Regions from separate parts of the Neogale vison genome. Here region 2 is linked to region 1. The links are chromatin contacts, called in public Hi-C maps. All regions are on one chromosome and are shown on one strand. Each heading gives the region's core, a stretch centred on a gene start, on an enhancer-like site or on the middle of the called end of the contact. The rest is flanking DNA. Distances are from core to core; before and after follow the strand shown.

Evidence for each region. A called contact is a pair of places that touch in the nucleus more often than the background predicts.
Region 2: a contact with region 1 is called in a Hi-C map of fibroblasts, with 8 times the contacts expected there. The contact joins the promoter of TGFB2 here to the enhancer-like site in region 1. A contact is called at or near these places in 2 of 3 Hi-C or Micro-C datasets (fibroblasts and muscle).

Annotation. Positions count from the first base shown.
Region 1 is chr10:12,786,645-12,791,483 of ASM_NN_V1, reverse strand. No RefSeq gene overlaps it. Among named protein-coding and RNA genes, the nearest start is that of LYPLAL1, 77 kb to the right of the region's middle. Within about 2 kb of position 1,318, the one cell type or tissue checked has open chromatin away from gene starts, as enhancers often do. A contact at or near this core is called in fibroblasts, where this site is marked.
Region 2 is chr10:13,347,106-13,351,921 of ASM_NN_V1, reverse strand. It overlaps TGFB2 (transforming growth factor beta-2 proprotein), which reads left to right and starts at 2,265. Exons shown (of 8, transcript XM_044266821.1): 1 at 2,265-3,262. The coding sequence starts at 2,917.

The sequences.
Region 1 (4,839 bases), core at 69-2,568:
CGCTGAGCAGAGAGCCCGACGCGGGGCTCCATCCCAGGACCCTGAGATCATGACCTGAGCCAAAGGCAGAGGCTTAACCCACTGAGCCACCCAGGCGCCCCCATAATCAGGGTCTTATCCTCACTTTCTTACTTGTGCACTAATTTGTTCAAGTCCTACCTTTTGAGCAAGGTTGTCTACAATCATCACATTTCTAGACCCCTGGCTGAGACATGCTTTGTCATTGTTCCCAACCCTACTGTACAAATGCCAGACTTGTCTCGCACCTTGGCCTGGCTTAGCATCTGGAACTCCAGAGGTCCACGTAGGGGAGGGCACGCATTATTTGGATGGACCGTATCAGACCACGGAGAAGAGGAGCCCAGTGAACGACCAGAATTGGCTCGTCAGAGGAGAAGCAGAGATGTGGAGCTGCCAAAAGAGACGGGTGAGCTATTTTGTAGTGGAGACAAAGCCAAATGGAGTGATCGGGTTCAGGAGGCGGTAGAAAGGTGTCGCCGAAGTACAAGCAAGTGATGCCTAAGATTGATGGTGTGGAATCGGGCCACGCTGCCTGAAACAACAGTCATGTTTTCTTTATTTCTCTTGGGGAGGCAGCAGGGTCAAGACCTAAACATCCTATAGGAACCATTTTGCCATTTGAAACGAATCCGCGATCTCAAACCCTCTCCCTCCCTACCCCAGGGTTCATAGGACCTGTGTAATCCTTCGGTTACAAAAAGCACTTCAGAACCCAAAATGCAGGCCAGTTGTGAAGCCTTCAGTTCACCAAGGCCCAGCCTCGGGGCTAAATGGGAGCATTCTGCCAGCCACCAAACTTAACAGCCTTTAAACATGTGCAACATTTCTCTAAGCAAATTGGTCCCTTAATAGGGTAAAATGTGCGGCACCCAAGGGGAAATGCTGGTGATCTCATGGTCCAAAACTGATGGAGTCGCAGCACCGTATTCCTGAAAAGCACTCATACTTTCCACTTTGATAAAGCCAGAAGCAAATACGAGAGTCAGTCGGTTTTGACACCCATTGTTCATTCTCGCTGAACTTTTCTTCCTATATAGCAGAGCACAGTGGTTTAATTCATAGTGTATGAGATTTTTAAAATAGAAGCCATCTGAAATTTTTTTTCTATATTAATCCGTGGTTTCTAAAGATCCACAGGGATAAATAAACCCTGCAGGCTGGCAGGGGGTTTTGTGGCATAACCTCTGGTAGTTATAAACAGTAAACAAAACATAGTAACCATTTTAAGCACAAGAGATTGCTGTATCGCAGGGGGCATAAATCATTAGCTTAATAATTTCAGCAGCAGTGTCTCCAAAGCAAAATTAAGCCAACAGTTCCCCCTGTGGCAATAATGAAGTACTGTAATGCTAAAAAAAAAAAAAAAAGCAACCAAGAGAAGGCATGATTGTGCCTCTCAAATGATTGAAAATCCAAGTTCAATACATAACTGTAGATCTCTTGTCCCTGTGCTGTTCTTTTGAGAGATGGGGAAGGAGTTGCCTCTAAAGCCCATGTCTATTCTTGTAGACAGTTTGACAAACACAAGTGTGCTTTCATTCAAGCCCCCAATGGCTAGGATGTGCTGTAGGTAGGGCATGAATGTGATGACATATCACCATTGAGAAGATGACAAATTTCTCTCTGTTGTATAGGGAGACATTATTCATAGATTTAGAAGGGAGCCAAAAGAATGCTAGGCCCAGGATAGGACAGAGAGATGACAAAGCTCCCCTCTTAGGGGCTCTCAAGCCACATGCCAATAATCTGAAAGAAAACACCTTCCAGTCGTGAGCGGGACCACTGTACCCAGCCACAGAATAAAACCATCCTGCTCCCCCCTCCTTCCCATGAGTTTCCCCAACTGCCAAAGTTCATGTCTTTCTAACTGGCTAATGATTTGTTCATTTTGGACAAGTGTACTTGGCTATGGGATATTATCAAACAAGAGGAATCAAGGAGGTCTCGGTTGTGTCAAGTCTATAGAACTTTCATTTTTCACCTTTTTTTTCATCCAGTTTATGAAATCAGTATAGTCTTGCCCTTATCCTCAAAAAAAGAAAGTTCTGATTGAAGACAGTTTTTTTCCCTCAATAATGCCATTTCTTTAATTTAGCATCTTACCTACTAACAACATTCCCTATGTTTTTGGAGTGCCTATTATGGACATAATGATCTCTTGAGAATGGATCTGGTTTAAAAATGGTATGCCTCAGTTAAATAGAAGCTGTATTATTTGCACAAAGTTAACTATCACCTTGACTATTTTATTCAGTGGACTGAGGTGGTGATCTGTTTGACAATATAGGGATACAGAATAAACTGGAGTGTATAGGGTCAGGGTCACTTGTATTGGATAAACTTATCTAGGCACTTTAAAAGTGGTCAGGAAATGTATTTTCTTTCTCATTTTTGTTATACTTTATTTCCAATTATGATGCTTTCTTTAGACAAAGTTGTCTTAAAGAACCCAATGATTGTCCTCTGAAAATTTAATTATAGATATCTTTTATTTTGGATACATAGCCTCTCTTTTATTAATCCGAAATAAGAAAATGGGAAGGAGAGATGGCTCTCTCTGCAACTATAGGAAAAAACCTTTCTCCACCAACTAAATAAATTTTTATACCTTGTAATTCCCTTAAAAAAAAAAACAAAAACCAACCAACCAACAAACAAAAAACCACCTCTAGCCTAATCACTATTCCATGTGTTGTAAGAATGGCATGGAAGTAATCTTGCATACAAAGTGGTGAGCAGGGCATCTTGCTAATCATCCAAGAAGGTCAAAGCTGGATCCTAAAGAAAGTTGTGAGGGAAATGTATTTGTCTTTATTGCTCCTTTCTCCCTTCTCCAGGCCCTCCCCTCTTGTTAGCCCCTCACTGTCCCACCTGACCTCTTCAGGGAGTCTGCTAATTATTGCCACCATTCTTATCTAAATTTAGTTCCTTCCAAAGGTACCTCATTCTTATGGCTGATAACAGGATACAACTAACCTCACTCCTGCAGCCAGAGGCAAAAACACATAGAAGATAAACCCATCTGACACACAGTGGAGGAACAGGCTAAGAATGAACCTAACCAAACCCAAGTCAACCCCTCAGAGTGGATTGGTAATGCTCTACTCGAACAGGCCACATAGCTCTCCCAGCCCAAATAAGCATCAAAATACACCAGCTGTGCCCAGAGAATGGGAGATCATTTGAAATCATGTATTTCATGTATTTGATAAGAGTCTAGTATTCAAATATATAAAGGAAACTTACAACCCAACTATATTAAAAAAAAAACACTAATTCAAAAATGGGCAAAGGATTTGAATAGACATTTCTCCAGAGAAGACATGCAAATGACAAATAAGCACTCGAAAAGATGTTCAACATTATCAGACATTTGGAAAGAATATGCAAACCAAAACCACAAAGGTGCCCAGTTGACACCCACCTAGGAAATCTATAATCAAGAGACACACGACAGCAAGTGTTGAGGAGGATGTGGAAAAATTGCAGTTTTTCTACTTTGCTGGTGGGAATGTAAATATTGCAACTGCTTTGAAAAACTATTCGTTTCTCAAAAAGGTAAACATAGAGTTACCCTCTATCCCCGCAATTCCACTCCTAGGTATACATCCAAGAGAATTGAAAGCATATGTCCAAAAAAACTTGCACACAAATTTTCATAGCACCATTATTCATAATAATTAAAAACTGGAAACAACTCAGATATGTACCAACTGATGAATGGATAAGCAAAATATGATACAACTGTGAGAAGGAATAAAACCCATGAAAGGAAATGAAGCATTGGTACATGCCACAACATGGATGAACTTTAAAACATGCTAAGTGAAAAAAACTACACACAGCAGGCTACATAATGTGTATTCCATTTATATGAAGTGTCCGGAACAGGTGATTCCCTAAGACAGGAAGTACATTACTAGTTTCCAGGGGCTGAAAGGAAGAGAAAATATGGTGTGGCTGTTCATGGGTATACAGTCTCTTTGGGAGGTAATGAAAATGTTCTGGAATTAGGCAGTGGTGATGGTTGTACAACCTTGTGAATATGCTAGAAACCAGTGAAATGAACACTTTTAAAAAGATGAAATTTATGGTGGGTAAAATTTATCTCAATTTTTTAAGTATTAAAGAAAAAGTATTGATTACCATTCCTCTTTCAACCTACCTCCACCAAAGCTAGTAATTCCCCTTTCCTCTCACCCTGATTCAATACAAAACAGGGTTTTAATTAAGCGATATCTTTATTTCTTGCTGCGTCTAGAAATGCTTCAGATACCTAGAAAGTCAAACTGGCCATAGGTTCCTAGAAAGAGGTTATAGAAAACAATCTGAATGGTACATATCAATGTACTCAGCTACCTTTTCTACTAATACAGTTTTTCTATCTTTACTACTAATTCAGCGCTCACTTTTCTGGAAACACATCCCAACCCCTCCCCTCACTTACTCTCCTTGACTTTTCCTCACAGGGCTTATAAAAATGAGACAAATCATGTATCCATTTTTTATTTGTTGCTTATTGCCTATCCTCCCCTCTAGAATGCAAGCCCCATAAGCCAGGAAGTTAGTTTTGTTCACTGCTGTATCCTTATCACCCAGAACAATGCTTGGCACAGAGCAAGGACTGCACTGAAGAAATGCTCATGGAGTGAGAACACTGGAGTAGGTTTTTTCCCCCCAATTAGATGATAAGGAAGAATAAAAATGGTTGAGACATCCAATACTTGCTGAAGAACATCTAGTCCTCCCTTAAGCCTACAACTTACCTTCCTCATGTGATGTGCCCATATCCCTACAGACCTCGCCACTGAGTTCTTA
Region 2 (4,816 bases), core at 1,016-3,515, 560 kb before region 1:
GAGTCTGGGGGAGAGCTAGGCCCACAGTAGCTCCTTTTGATTCTATCTCTGTTGGCTACTAGAAGTGCAGCTGGTGGTCCAGCTCTTTTTTCAAGACACTTCAATTTGAAACTGGCCACGAGGAAAGGAAACTACTAATGCCGATTCATCTGTAACTTTCAGAAGCAGATTGGAACAATCTCTTTATGTCTGAGTTTTCCAGTGTGCCCTAATAGGTAAAGAATCCCATGTTCAAGGGAGTTCAGAATATGCTACGTTAAAAGACCTGAACAATTTTTTTTTTTTCCTGCAAGATTTTCAGAGCCTTTAACAGGATGATGGGAATTGTCAATCTGCAAGAAGGAACAGGGCCTGCGTATCTCCCAGACTTCCCATCACCTTCGAATCCATGTTTGTCGGGCATGTTCTGGTACCAGTTTACATAGGGCATCTTAGTCTGCAGGCAACGGATCCTGACTGTAAAATGCAGCTCTACCACTTACCATGGAAAAGAAACGTCTGAACTAGGGAATAATATAGAGGCTTTGAGTTTGGGGGAATAGTCAACAGAGTTTCCACTTTAAACCCTCTGTCTAATCAGTATGGCCATCGTCATGATGAAATGAAAATGTTGACTTTGAGTAACTGAAGGTAAAATAGAAAGACAAAGGGAAAAGTGAACCATGGCAAGAATCATTCTTAGACTCATCTAATTGAGACTAGGTTGAAATAGAAAATGTCAAGTAGTGTGTAGTGCCTAGCAGTAGACATCACTTTAAAATTCCGGCTTTCGGGGTGTATGCTATGGAAAGAATGAAGTTGGTTGCTGATGTCTACCTGGGAAAGAAGGCAAGGAAGAGAAAGTCCTATGAAGAAGTGGCATAGGCAGCAAGCTAAGGTATTCATTCATTCATACAGTGAAACAAGTACATCTAGTTCATTCTCTAAGTAAAAAAAGTGCTGTTTTCATGTTCTCATCAGTTTACAGTGAAATGGGGGACTAGACTGTAAAAAAACAAACCCTAATAAGATAATCTTTAGGAGAGATGTACTAGCCTAGTGTTAGGGGATCTCAGAAAATGATTCCACTAAAAATGTAGGAAGTGAATCTTAGATTGGAAGCATGTCTCAGGGCTGGGGGCATCCTGAGTAAACTGTGTGATGCACATTCACGAGAGAGAGAGAGAGAGAGAGAGAGTTGTGTGTGTACAGTACAGAAGGGAAGACTTTCTAGAGCAAGTGATTGAGTTTGGGAGGCTGTGCGTGAGCCACATTAAGTAAAAACGGGAGGCCTGATAGCTTGTCCTTCAACAGACCGGTCCAAAATGACTATATAAAGTAAATACCATAAATCACTGTTGTCAGGGCGCACACTCCACCTCCTCCCTCCCTTGCCCGCAGCCGTCCTCATTTCCACACCCCCTCCACGGTTCGGGGAGAGCTCGTGGTCTAAGTAAACGAGAGGACTTCTGACTGTAATCCTAGCACGTCACTTTGTTGAAGGCAAACACGTGGTTCCGAGAGAACTTATAAATCTCCCCTCCCAGGCAAGATCGTGATGTTATCTGCTGGCAGCAGAAGGTTCGCTCCGAGGGGAGCTCCAGAAGCCCCCGACGAGAGAGAAAGAGAGAGAGAGAGAGGAGAAGAGAGCAAGGCAGGAGAGGTAGACGAGCGAGCGAGAGACAGGAGCACAGAGAAGAGCAGGGGCGCGGGGGACGGAGACCCGGGGAAGGGATGGAGAACCGTGTAACGGTCTAGGGAGCCGCGGGGCAGCGGAGCGAGGGGCTGCCCGGCTGCAGGAAGTCGGAGGAGAGGGTCTGTCGCAGGGTGCCAAGTGCCCACCTACCCGCCGCGAGAAAGTCCGAGTGGGAGGGGAACCGGGAGAGGCTGGGAAAGGGTGGGAGTCCAAGGGACCCCCTCGTCGCCCCTTTAGGAGAAACACTGCCCAGGCAGCGCGCCCCCGGGGCTGACTGCAACGGCGGCAGCTGGTCGTCTATTGCCGGGTTGGCGTCTGGAGCGAGAGCAGAAGGAGGAGCAGGAGAAGGAGGGAGGTGGAGGCTGGACGCGTCCGCGAGCGGCGGCACGACGTGGAGTAGCCGGGCGGGTCGGCGCGCGCCGGCCGGGCTGTCGGCCACCGCGCGCAGCTCCGGGAGCAGGATCGTCGCCGCCTCCGCCGCCGCCGCCGCGGCCCGCGCAGGACCCGACCGCGTCCCGAGCGCCGTGCGGAGCGCACCCGCCTCCCCGCGGCGCGCCGGCTCGCCCCCAGCGCGCGCACAGGCGCGCGCGCACACACACTCGCTCACACACTCACACACTCACACACGTGTGCGCTCTCCGCTCCGGAGCCGCGGCTGCTCCTGCTCTCAGCGCCGCAGTGGAAGGCAGGGCCGAACCGCTCCTTCTTTAAATACTTAAATTACCGCCCGGCCAGCCTCGGCGGCCCCCCGCACAGCGCTCCCGGCGCCCCTCCCGCCAGCTCGCCGGCTGCCAGCCCCGGGACCTTTTCATCTCTTCCCTTTTGGCCGGAGGAGCCGAGTTCAGATCCGCCACTCCGCACCGAAACTGACACACTGAACTCCGTTGCCTCCTCTTAAATTTATTCCTGCCTAATAGCCACTCGTCTCTTTTTTCCCCCTCATCTCGTCGCTCCAAGAAAACTTTTTCTTACTCCCCAAAGTTAGAGTCCCCCCTGCCCATCGTGTATTACTATTTCCACTTTTGGAACGACTTGCATTTTCTTTTTAAAGGAACTCAAGCAAGATACCTTTTTCTATCGGACGTTGACTCTCGATTGTTTGCAAAAGTTTCGCATTAAAAAAAAAAAAAAAATCTACCTGATCTGTACTTGAGAGTTGTTGGTTTCTTTTTTTTTTTCCTTAGTTGTTTTTTTTTTTTTTACTTTTTTTTTTTATTATTATTTTTCCACCTTTAAAAAAAATGCACTACTGTGTGCTGAGCGCTTTTCTGCTCCTGCATCTGGTCACGGCCGCGCTCAGCCTGTCTACCTGCAGCACGCTCGATATGGACCAGTTCATGCGCAAGAGGATCGAGGCGATCCGCGGGCAGATCCTGAGCAAGCTGAAGCTCACCAGCCCCCCAGAAGACTATCCCGAACCCGAGGAAGTGCCCCCGGAGGTGATTTCCATCTACAACAGCACCAGGGACTTGCTCCAGGAGAAGGCGAGCCGGAGGGCGGCCGCCTGCGAGCGCGAGAGGAGCGACGAGGAGTACTACGCCAAGGAGGTTTACAAAATAGACATGCCGCCCTTCTTCCCCTCGGAAAGTAAGTACTGTTCTTTCGCTTCCATTCCCTGAGGCTTAGCGCGGCCAGAGGCTCTCGGAGCCGCCACGACTCCGGGGACGGCCCTTCCCGCCCGGGGTCGGGGCCGCGCTCCCCTCCCCTCCCCGGTCCTGCGTCCCACCCACCTCCCTGCCCGTTGCGTGCCTGAGAGCCTTAGGCTTGCAGTCGGCCACTTTCGACTTGGTTTTCTCCATGTCTCCCTTCCCCCCACGCCTCGGTCCTGTACGAGGCGTTAGGCTCTCCTTCTGGCCCCTGAAAGTCTCTTCCCGGCCACCAGCCAGGGCTCAGCCCCCCTCCTCGGTCGCACGCGAGGCGCTCCCCGGGGCCGAGTTAGACCGGGACGTCTCGGTGGGCTTGTTTTCTCCGCGGGGACCCCACCGAACTGGCGCACGAAGGGTTAAAAAAAGAGTGGCTCAAACCTAGCCTCTCCGGAAGGCGCCCCTTTCCGGGCCGACCTATCAGCGGGTTCCCCAAGCCTTCCCTATTGTCTCTAACGCCCCTAAAAATGTCAGCATCGCCAGGACAAAACCCCATTTGGAGACCCCTCCAAAAGCACCTCCGAACCCCCAGTTCTTGGACCTCCTGCCACAGCGGGTGCTTACACCCCCGCCCCCCAAGGCGAGATCTTGTCACCTCGTCCCCTCTCGATTTCACCTGGAGTGGCAGGAAAGACAACTTCGCTTCTGACGACGTCAAAAAAGTGTTTTACTTCGCGTTATTTTTCAGAATTCCCTCGGACCTGTCTTCTTAAGGTCGCGGGTGGAGCAGATCATTTTCCTGACGGGTTTACCGTTGAACTTTCTCCCTCTCGAGCCCTCGGCTCCCAGAGCTTTCTGTGGCTTCCTTGCAGTTACTTCGGCGTGTTCCTAAATCTTACAGAGAGTAGAGGACAACCGAGTTTTTTGTTTGTTTATTTGCTTGTTTTTTTTTTTTTTGTTGTTGTTGTTTTTAATGTTTTTAAACTGGCTTCTCCGAGGGCAGCGTCCTCAATACCAGGGGCAAACAGTAGCGACGGGCGTGAAGTGATTGATCGTGCGGTTCCTCTGGGGGGAAGGGAAGAGGACAGTTAGCAGAGAAAGATTTCCAAGTTCTTAAGGGAAAAAAAGAAAAAGAAAAGAAAAGAAAGAAAAAGAAAAAGAAAGAAAGAAAGGAAGGAAGGAAGGAAGGAAGGAAGGAAGGAAGAAAGGAAGGAAGGAAAGACATATCCAGTGATACCTGAGAGGGTTAAATACCAGGAAGAAGAAAAAAAAAAGAAAAAAAAAAGCTTCAACATTTGCCTATTCCAAATCCCAAGTCATAAACTTTTTCATTGGTTGCCCATTTCTCTCCTCCCCTTTCCATGCCCTATATACTTGCTGGCCGCCCTCACAATGTCTCTGTGTCTTGCCTAAATAGATAATATGGCCATCTTGGTAGTTTTCGCCTAGAGGTTCTAATTGCAGGGTGGGACTTCTTTTTTAATATTTATTTTTAGTTCGACAAGCCCTAGTCCTGTGACTTGCCCTGCCTTGGACTTGACCGTCTCAGAATGTCAGC